Regions from separate parts of the Zea mays genome. Here region 1 is linked to region 2. Evidence: chromatin contacts called from public Hi-C data. All regions are on one chromosome and are shown on one strand. Each heading gives the region's core, a stretch centred on a gene start, on an enhancer-like site or on the middle of the called end of the contact. The rest is flanking DNA. Distances are from core to core; before and after follow the strand shown.

The links. A called contact is a pair of places that touch in the nucleus more often than the background predicts.
Region 1: a contact with region 2 is called in a Hi-C map of tassel, with 1.8 times the contacts expected there. The contact joins the promoter of LOC109940230 here to the promoter of LOC100273558 in region 2. A contact is called at or near these places in 2 of 25 Hi-C or Micro-C datasets (leaf and tassel).

Annotation. Positions count from the first base shown.
Region 1 is chr6:168,467,292-168,471,818 of Zm-B73-REFERENCE-NAM-5.0, forward strand. It overlaps LOC109940230 (serine/arginine repetitive matrix protein 1), which reads left to right and starts at 3,199. Exons shown (of 1, transcript XM_020539608.2): 1 at 3,199-4,527. The coding sequence starts at 3,457. The coding sequence ends at 4,311.
Region 2 is chr6:168,325,957-168,330,074 of Zm-B73-REFERENCE-NAM-5.0, forward strand. LOC100273558 reads left to right here and starts at 2,520. Exons shown (of 5, transcript NM_001147976.1): 1 at 2,520-3,039; 2 at 3,153-3,912. The coding sequence starts at 3,397.

The DNA of each region.
Region 1 (4,527 bases), core at 1,949-4,448, 140 kb after region 2:
CCATTTCTAGTATATTTTGGTGATTAAGTGTCCAACACATATTAAGTGGGTTATTATATACCAAATGATGAATGAAGTGCAAATCAACAAAGAAGGTATGTTTCTAGACTTAGTACATTCGTTTTGGGTACTAATAAAGTTACCTAAGTGCTAGAAACAGGAAAAGAAAAAGATTGGAAGAGAGTGCCTGTGTGCAGCCAAGACTCAGCACAGTCTGGCACACCGGACAGTGTCCAGTGGTGCACCGGACAGTGTCCGGTGTGCCAGATGGGTCCAAGGTGAACAGGCCACTCTCGGGACTCGACGGCGGCGTATGGCTATAATTCACCGGACTGTTCGATGGGTCGGCCGTGGCAAAGTCATCGCTCTCGGGAAAAGTTCAACGGCGTATGGCTAAAATTCACCGGACTGTCCGGTGAGGCACCAGACTGTCCGGTGAGCCAACGATCAACTTCACAACTGTCGGCAGCGTGATCTGAGGGCGACACGTGGCCCGCACCAACGGTCGGAAGGGGCACCGGACAGTGTCAGGTGCGCCAACCGACGCTAGAGTTGTAACGGTCGGCTGCGCCAAATTAGGAAGGAGATCCGCACCGGGCATGCTACAGTGCTTGTCCGGTGGTGCACCGGACTGTTTGGTGCGCCACCCGACAGAAGGCAAGATTAGCCTTCCAAGATTGCCTCCAACGGCTCCTAGCTGTCTTAGGACTATAAAAGGGATCCCTAGGTGCATGGAGGAGAAACCCAAGCATTCTTTGATCATTCCTAAGCATTCAGACTCCACTCCCACGCATTTGATTCTCTGTGCTAGAAATTTGAGCTCCTCTTGAGTTGAGAACTCCGTGTGTTGAACTTAGAGCTCAAGTTGTGACTTGTGTGCGTGATTGTGCTCTCGTTTTGAGTCTTGTGTGCGTTGCTCTCCCCTCCCTTACTTCCATGCTTCTTTGTGATCATCAATTGTAAGGGCGAGAGGCTCCAAGTTGTGGAGATTCCTCGCAAACGGGAGAAAGTATAAGAAAGAAGAACACCGTGGTATTCAAGTTGATCATTGGATCACGGGTTGAGTGCAACCCTCGTCCATTGGGATGCCACAACGTGGAAGTAGGCAAGTGTTATACTTGGCCGAACCACGGGATAACTTGCGTGTCTCTTGTGATTGCTTTTCTATGTGATTATTGTGACTCGCAAGAGCTCGATCTATAGCCACTTGGTTTTATCATTCTAACACTTAACCAAGCTTTGTGGCTATTAGTTGTTGAATTTTACAGGATCACCTATTCACCCCCCTCTAGGTGCTCTCAATTACTTGTGTTAAACCCTATAAGCTTTACACTTAAGGGATCCGTTGGAGTGGTACCATGGGACTATAGGGTGCATCTCTTGATGCAGAAGCTTGAGGGCATGTTGAAAGCCTAAATCCTCAGTGGCCTCATAGACGACGACCATCGTTCGCTCTGGGTTATGGAATTCTAGCCCTTATTGGCCTCGTTAAGGAACGAGCTCCATGTGAGATCGGGGGTTGTGGTCTTTCTTCTTCTAGGGTCATAGAACTGTTGTTGCAAAATGTCATTTGAGACATCGTTGGGTGGGCATCCCTAGTCGGAGTGCTCCTGATTAGGGTGTTGTTGGAAGTGCACTGTCAGGTCCTTAACTATCTTACATCCGGTTAGGTCATGGGTACCTGACCTATGCACAGGCAGTACTTCCTAGTGCCCTAGGGCACTGGGTGGGGCTACTTCTAGCCTCGGGGCATGTTCACTAACGCTTTTCGTGATGGCATAGACCCCCATAAACCTTCCCTTTTTCTTTTTTGGGGCTTGGTTTGGGAGGGTCGATGCCTAGCGGCTCTAATCGCGTCTTGTGGGGGAGCATGTCATGCTGTACCAACTATTGTTTGTGTGCACTTGTCTATTAGAGATAGCAACTCTCTAACATGTGGGACAAATGCCAACTTTAATTTTAAATTTATTTTTGTGGGGATGGGCCATCACACGTTTTGTCACTGGGTCCTCGCGTATCATAGAACAATTACATTATATCATCAAATATGATTGGTGTGCTGGTTCAATACGCGAGCATTGTACTAGTTGGTCACAAACTATTGGTAGAGTTCTTCCTGCACGACGGAGGGTGGGGGAGCGATACATTGCGCCTTTTGGAGATGGTATAATGTGTTGTCGTCATCCGTATGCCGCTGGCTTGCTTGCAGCGCCTCTGTAGACATTATCCCACTATGTGTTGTGCTCAGGTCACTGTCGTCGCTCGCCACATCTGTGATCCACGCTCTAGTGCCGTCACTCACTCGCCATGCACTGCTCTCACGTACAAGTCGGTGCTCGCTGGATCCGTTGTCGTGCCTCCTGCTGACCACCGCTAAGCGAAGGAAAGGAGTTGAAGGAGCCATTGAGCAAGGAGGGGTCGGGTTGGGGTTCAGGATGAGTAAATACTATGCCAACAATACTGTTTGACGTATGATAAGGGGTGTTTGGTTTCTCAAACTAAAGTTTAGTTCATGTCACATCAAATTTTTGAAAATCGATTACGAGTATTATATATAGCCTTAATTAGGTTTAATAAATTCATCTCGGCTTTTAGTATTCATATGTGTAGTTATTTTATAATTAGACTATATTAAATACCCGTAATTATTATTTAAATATTCGATGTGATAGAGACTAAACTTTATTTGGATATCACCTAAGTGTTGGGCCTTTTGTTCCCAGATGATGGTGGTTAAAAAATACCGCTTAATGACATTTTAAGAGTTATTTTTGAAAATTGTCAGAGAAATTGTTCATTGTTGGTTTCAATTATATGGCAATCTCGATTTTTACATCGTGATAAAATTGAAATAGGAAATTGCAATGTTTAGATCTAATTAACTAATTTGTTAGAGTTCTCTTTTTAAAATATTACTCCTATCAACGAAGAAAGAAATATATAGAGAAGACATTAAAGTTGCTCCTACATGCATAAAACTATTAGGACTGATTTGGTTATTAGTAAATTGAAGTAGATCCATGAAAAATAAATCCTCTTGTTATTCAAGTTTAAATAGTAAAGTAATTTCTTCCTATAGATCCCTTTAAGTCACCGAACCAGGCCTTAGTGGTTCTAAATCTTTTAAATGTGTTTTTAATGGAGTACAATTTTAATCGTTGGAACTGCCCTGACAAATCGAGCTGATTAGTTAAGCACCCTTCGTCAGAGAGATAACAGACGTTGGCCGGTAGTAGTGACTGGTTCAGCGCTTTTGACTCCCGGTCTCCCACCACAGCTGCTCTGCTCCTCACGCAACTCGAAGCGCAACGGAGGGAAACCCAACACCCCACTGCCACACTCCCCTCCCCTCGGCTTTGTCCAGTCTCCACTTTTTTTCTCCCAGCACCACCAGATCGCGGGAAATGTCCGTATAGCCTCAGCAAGAAGCAAGAAGCAAGAAGCAGTCGGGAGGCAATGGGTTGCTGCATCAGCAAGAAGTGCGACGAGCCGCCGGGCACGGCGGCTGGGGAAGTTTCCCGGCGTCGGTCGGAGGCGCGCGACCCGCCGCCGCCCCCGCCGGAGGAGGAGACGGTGAAGGAGGTCCTCTCGGAGACCCCGAAGGCCAAGCCGAGGCCCAGTCCGAGGCGCGTGGCTGCGTCGGCGGGGAAAGAAGCAGGGGAGATGGGGGCCAATGCGAAGCTTGGCACTGCTAGGGCGAAGGATTGTGGTGGTGGTGGCGGCGGCGGCAGGGCGCGTCGGGCGGTGGGTCCGGCGCGTTCCGGGCCGTCGGGCGACGAGAAGTCGGAGGTGGCGTCCGAGTCCTCGGCCGCGACCACCGCGGCGGGCCCCGAACGGTCCCCGGCGAAGGCGTCCAGGAGGCGGGCGGCAGCCGAGGCCGCGCGCGGCGCCAGGCGGGACCGAGGCGCCGGCGGCGGGCGCCCACCACGCGGCGGCCGCGCGTCCCCCTCGCCGCCGCCGCCGCTGCAGCAGCGGCGGCGCGATGCCGGGGAACGGGCGGCGCGGAGGTCTCCGTCGCCCGCGGCGAAGCGGACGCAGGAGCAGCGCCGCGCGGGCGCCGCCTCTGCGACTGCGACACAGCGTAAGCCGCCTGTCCCCACCAGGCCCTGTGGCCGCGCGTCGCCGCGGCGTGGGCAGCAGGCGCCTCCCGAGCCGGCGCAGCCACGCGAGCCTGAGGATAGTGCATCTCCGCCGCCGGTGCAACCAGAGGAGAATGCCGGGTCCACGACCACCGCGGTTGCCGGCGACGGTGAGGGGAAGGAGTCGCTGGACAACCCTTTGGTGGCCATGGAGTGCTTCATCTTCCTGTAGCACTAACCTTCTCCTGACCCGTTCTCCGCTGTCAGCAAATTACTCCACATAGTTTTAGCAGGAGTAAAGGTGGTGGTGTTGGTAGCAGCAGCAGGCAGTAGGCCAGTAGCAGCGTAATTTGGTGAGTAATAATCTCGTCGTGTAAAACGTTTCCCCCCTGGGCTGGCTTTTTAACCCCCGCGGGAGAAAAATTACTGGCTATTCCCGTAGAGCCTT
Region 2 (4,118 bases), core at 1,270-3,769:
AGTTTTGGATTCAACAAAGGAGCAAAGTGGGAACCGAAGGCCCTCTGGTCTGGGAGCACCGGACTGTCCGGTGTACACCGGACAATGTCCGGTGAACCACCGGACATATCCGGTGCACCAGAGGACTCCAACACAAACTCGCCACCTTCGGGAATTTCCAGAGGCACTCGCGCTATAATTCACCGGACTGTCCGGTGTACACCGGACAGTGTCCGGTGCGCCAAGGGAGGTCGGCCTCAGGAACTCGCCAGCTTCGGGAAACTCCAACGGTCACTTCACTATAATTCACCGGACTGTCCGGTGCGACTCAGGAGCAACGGCTATCTCCGCGCCAACGGCTCTCTGCAGAGCAATAAATGCGCGCGCAGCGCGCGCAGGAGTCAGAATCGCCCATGCTGGCACACCGGACAGCAAACAGTACATGTCCGGTGTGCACCGGACACCCAGGCGGGCCCACAAGTCAGAAGCTCCAACGGTCAGAATCCAACGGTAGTGATGACGTGGCAGGGGGCACCGGACTGTCCGGTGTGCACCGGACTGTCCGGTGCGCCATCGAGCAGACAGCCTCCCAACGGCCACTTTTGGTGGTTGGGGCTATAAATACCCCAACCACCCCACCATTCATTGCATCCAAGTTTTTCCAATTCCCAACTATTACAAGAGCTCTAGCATTCAATTCTAGACACATACAAAGAGATCAAATCCTCTCCAATTCCACACAAGGCCTTAGTGATTAGCGAGAGAGATTTGTCGTGTTCTTTTGAGCTCTTGCGCTTGGATTGCTTCTTTTCTTTCTCACTTGTTTTTGTGATCAAAACTCCATTGTAATCAAGGCAAGAGGCACCAATCGTGTGGTGGCCCTTGCGGGGAAGTTTTGTTCCCGGCTTTGATTTGAGAAGAGAAGCTCACTCGGTCCGAGGGACCGTTTGAGAGAGGGAAGGGTTGAAAGAGACCCGGCCTCTGTGGCATCCTCAACGGGGAGTAGGTTTGAAAGAACCGAACCTCGGTAAAACAAATCCGCGTGTCACACACTTCATTATTCGCTTGCGATTTGTTTTGCACCCTCTCTCGCGGACTCGTTTATATTTCTAACGCTAACCCGGCTTGTAGTTGTGTTTATATTTGTAAATTTCAGTTTCGCCCTATTCACCCCCCTCTAGGCGACTTTCAATTTTTATATGGAATTTTAATATATAGACAATGAGATATAGAGTATACCGTTAGAGAGAATAAGATATACCCCTCCCTCCTAAATTATAATTTGTTTGACATTTTTTTACCATGTTTGACTGGCTCGTCTTATTATTATTTCTTGCAAAAAATGGAAAATTCAAAGTCATTATAAAGCATATTATATATATTATATACTAAACAATATTACAGAAAGAACTATAATATTTATGATTTTTTTGAATAAGATGAGTCGATCAAATTTAGGGTTAAAAATTCAAACGTTTGGAACGAAATGAGTAGAATGTATGTCTTCAATCTATCTCTACCTAGCTTGGTATCGACTAAGGGTCTGTTTGGTTGGGCTGTGGCTGTGAAAAAAGTTACTGTGGGCTGTGAGCTGTGGAAAAAGCTGTTGTAGGCTGTAAGCTGTTAAAAAGCTAAAAACCGTTTGGTGGAAACCACTAAAAGTCATTAAAAATTCTTCGATATATGTTTTCACAGTTCCATCCGAAAAGCCACTAAAAGCAGGTCCAGGTGTGCTTTCAGATTTGCACTACGAGAAAGTCGGCTTTTAGAAAAAGCTGCTTCCTGGATCCAGCCCTTTGGTTGGCTTTTGGTTTTTAGAGGGGCAAAAGTCAAAGCCAAAAGTCAAACCAAACACACCCTAAGGTTGTCTCTAGCAACGTCCTCTATATCTATACTCTATATCTGTTTTTTTACAGTCTTCTCTAAAAGATTCTATCATTTATATCTTCTTCTATTTAACAACGTCCTCTAAATCACGTCCTCTATACTTAAATACATATATTAGAGACATTTTTATTTTTATTTTCTGTACATACGTATTTTTTATACTCTCAAATGTATTGTACATATTTTTGTTTTGCTAAACCGGTTATTTAAAGTATTCAAATGGATAAAGTATCATTTAGAGAAACTCTATATATATAGAGAATCCAGCAGCGTTCTCTAATTTTAGAAGACCATTTAGAGGACGCTGCTTGGAGAGCGTAGAGGACCGTTTGATCCTCTATATTTAGGGTAGAGGATCCTTTAGGGTCTATTGCTGGAGTCAGCCTAATACACAAGTAGATCCTACATGTAAATGTGCAATCACGTCCTTTAATCTATTGGATGTCTATTCAACGGTGGAACTAATAGAAGATTATTAATAAAATGGTACACACTGGTCCATGCTCGTGCAAGTCCTAGTGATCGAGTGAATCAGACACGGGCAGACTAGAGCTGTCTGGACTGGACAAGTATCCCATGCCGCTAGGCAAATATGCCGTATATATAGGTGTGGATTTTATGGATGTACATGTACTACGCGGGCAAAGCAAAGCATCGGTGTCTACCTCATTATTTTCGGAGTCCGAGTGGCGAAACCCGCCGCAGCTTCCACTGGGCAGTGCTCCACAGGCTCATATCCGATTCCGATCCCTAAGACCTCAGCCGCTGCGGCATCCACGGCCAACTCAAGCGCTGGCAACTGGCAAGGGCAGATGATCTGTGTATAGCACTCGCTACCTTCTCTTGATTTCCCCCTCAGGTCGCTGACCAAGGGTCCTGTCCGCCATGGATGCGGAGCGAAGCTCTGCACGCAGCGCCACACCTTTTGGTCCGCCGTCCGATCGCCACCGCTAGACGCCACGCCTGCGTTGCCTTCCCGGCTGAATCGCCGATTCCCTTGGCGGTCTAGTGCCTGCGGTCGGCGCCAGACGCCGGCGAGGTAGCCGCGAGACACAGGTACGGGTGCCGAACGGGAACGGCTGCTGCCCGCCGAGCCGTCGACTGCCTGCCTGGAGCCTTGACTGCGCAAGCGCAGCTGCCGTGTGTTGAGTGCTGAGTCGCCGACTCCACCAGGTACGGCCCGACTGCCGGTACACTCTGTGTGGTATTCTTTTCAATTTCTCTTGACTCTTTTTTTATTTAATCTGTTGGATGGATCATGGTTCATGGATAGTTTACTTATGCAGGTGGCCAGCGATTGCTTTGCTGCTCCAGGAAAGAAGCCAAAAAAAAACACGAAGAATTAAACATCGATTGAAAGGGAAAAGACAATGCCAAGCCTGAACTGAGAGGCGCACACTGGATTTCGCATCAGTTCATGTCGTTCCTTACACCGTCAATTTGACGAATCACCTCGCCACGCCGCCTTGATTTTGTTTTGTCCTCCGCTTCTGGCCGGGCTCAGTTCAGCTGTATGGTATTGGTATCGCCATGTCAAGCGACCTCTCCACACGCTCCTCGCCTTCCTCCTCCACCGCGTCGCCTTCCGACGACTCGCGGCGGCAGGAGCAAGGCCAGGCGGCGGGTAACGCCAGCGGGAGCCGGCGGTGGCGGTGGCGCCTCGGGCTGGGCGCGGCGTGGGCGCTGGACCCGCGGGCGAGGTGGGTCCGGGACTGGAACCGCGCCTACCTCCTGGCCTGCGCGGCCGGGCTCATGGTCGACCCGCTCTTCCTCTACGCCGTGTCCCTGAGCGGCCCGCTCATGTGCATATTCGTCGACGGCTGGCTCGCCGCCGCCGTCACCGCGCTGCGCTGCGGGGTGGACGCCATGCACGTGTGGAACGTCGCCACGCAGCTCCGCACCGCCAAGGCGCCGCCGGGTAAGCGCGTGGCCGGCGACGAGGAGCAGCAGCAGACCGTCGCCGAGGCCGCGCGCAAGCTCCCCGAGGACGCGGCGTCCAGGAGGGGGCTGTTGCTGGACTTCTTCGTCATCCTTCCCGTGATGCAGGTGCGGTGCTCTGCTGGTTTAGATTATTCGCTAGTCAATGTTATTGCTTGTTTTTTTCGATCTGAGTGATGACAAGGCAGTAGGCACTGATTAGGTAGATTAGCCATTACATGATGCCTGAGCTTCATCGACGGCCGATGGCCGACCGGTAATAAACTAAACTAGAATAGGAAGCGCCCTCTCGGGTAAATATATACTATTTGACG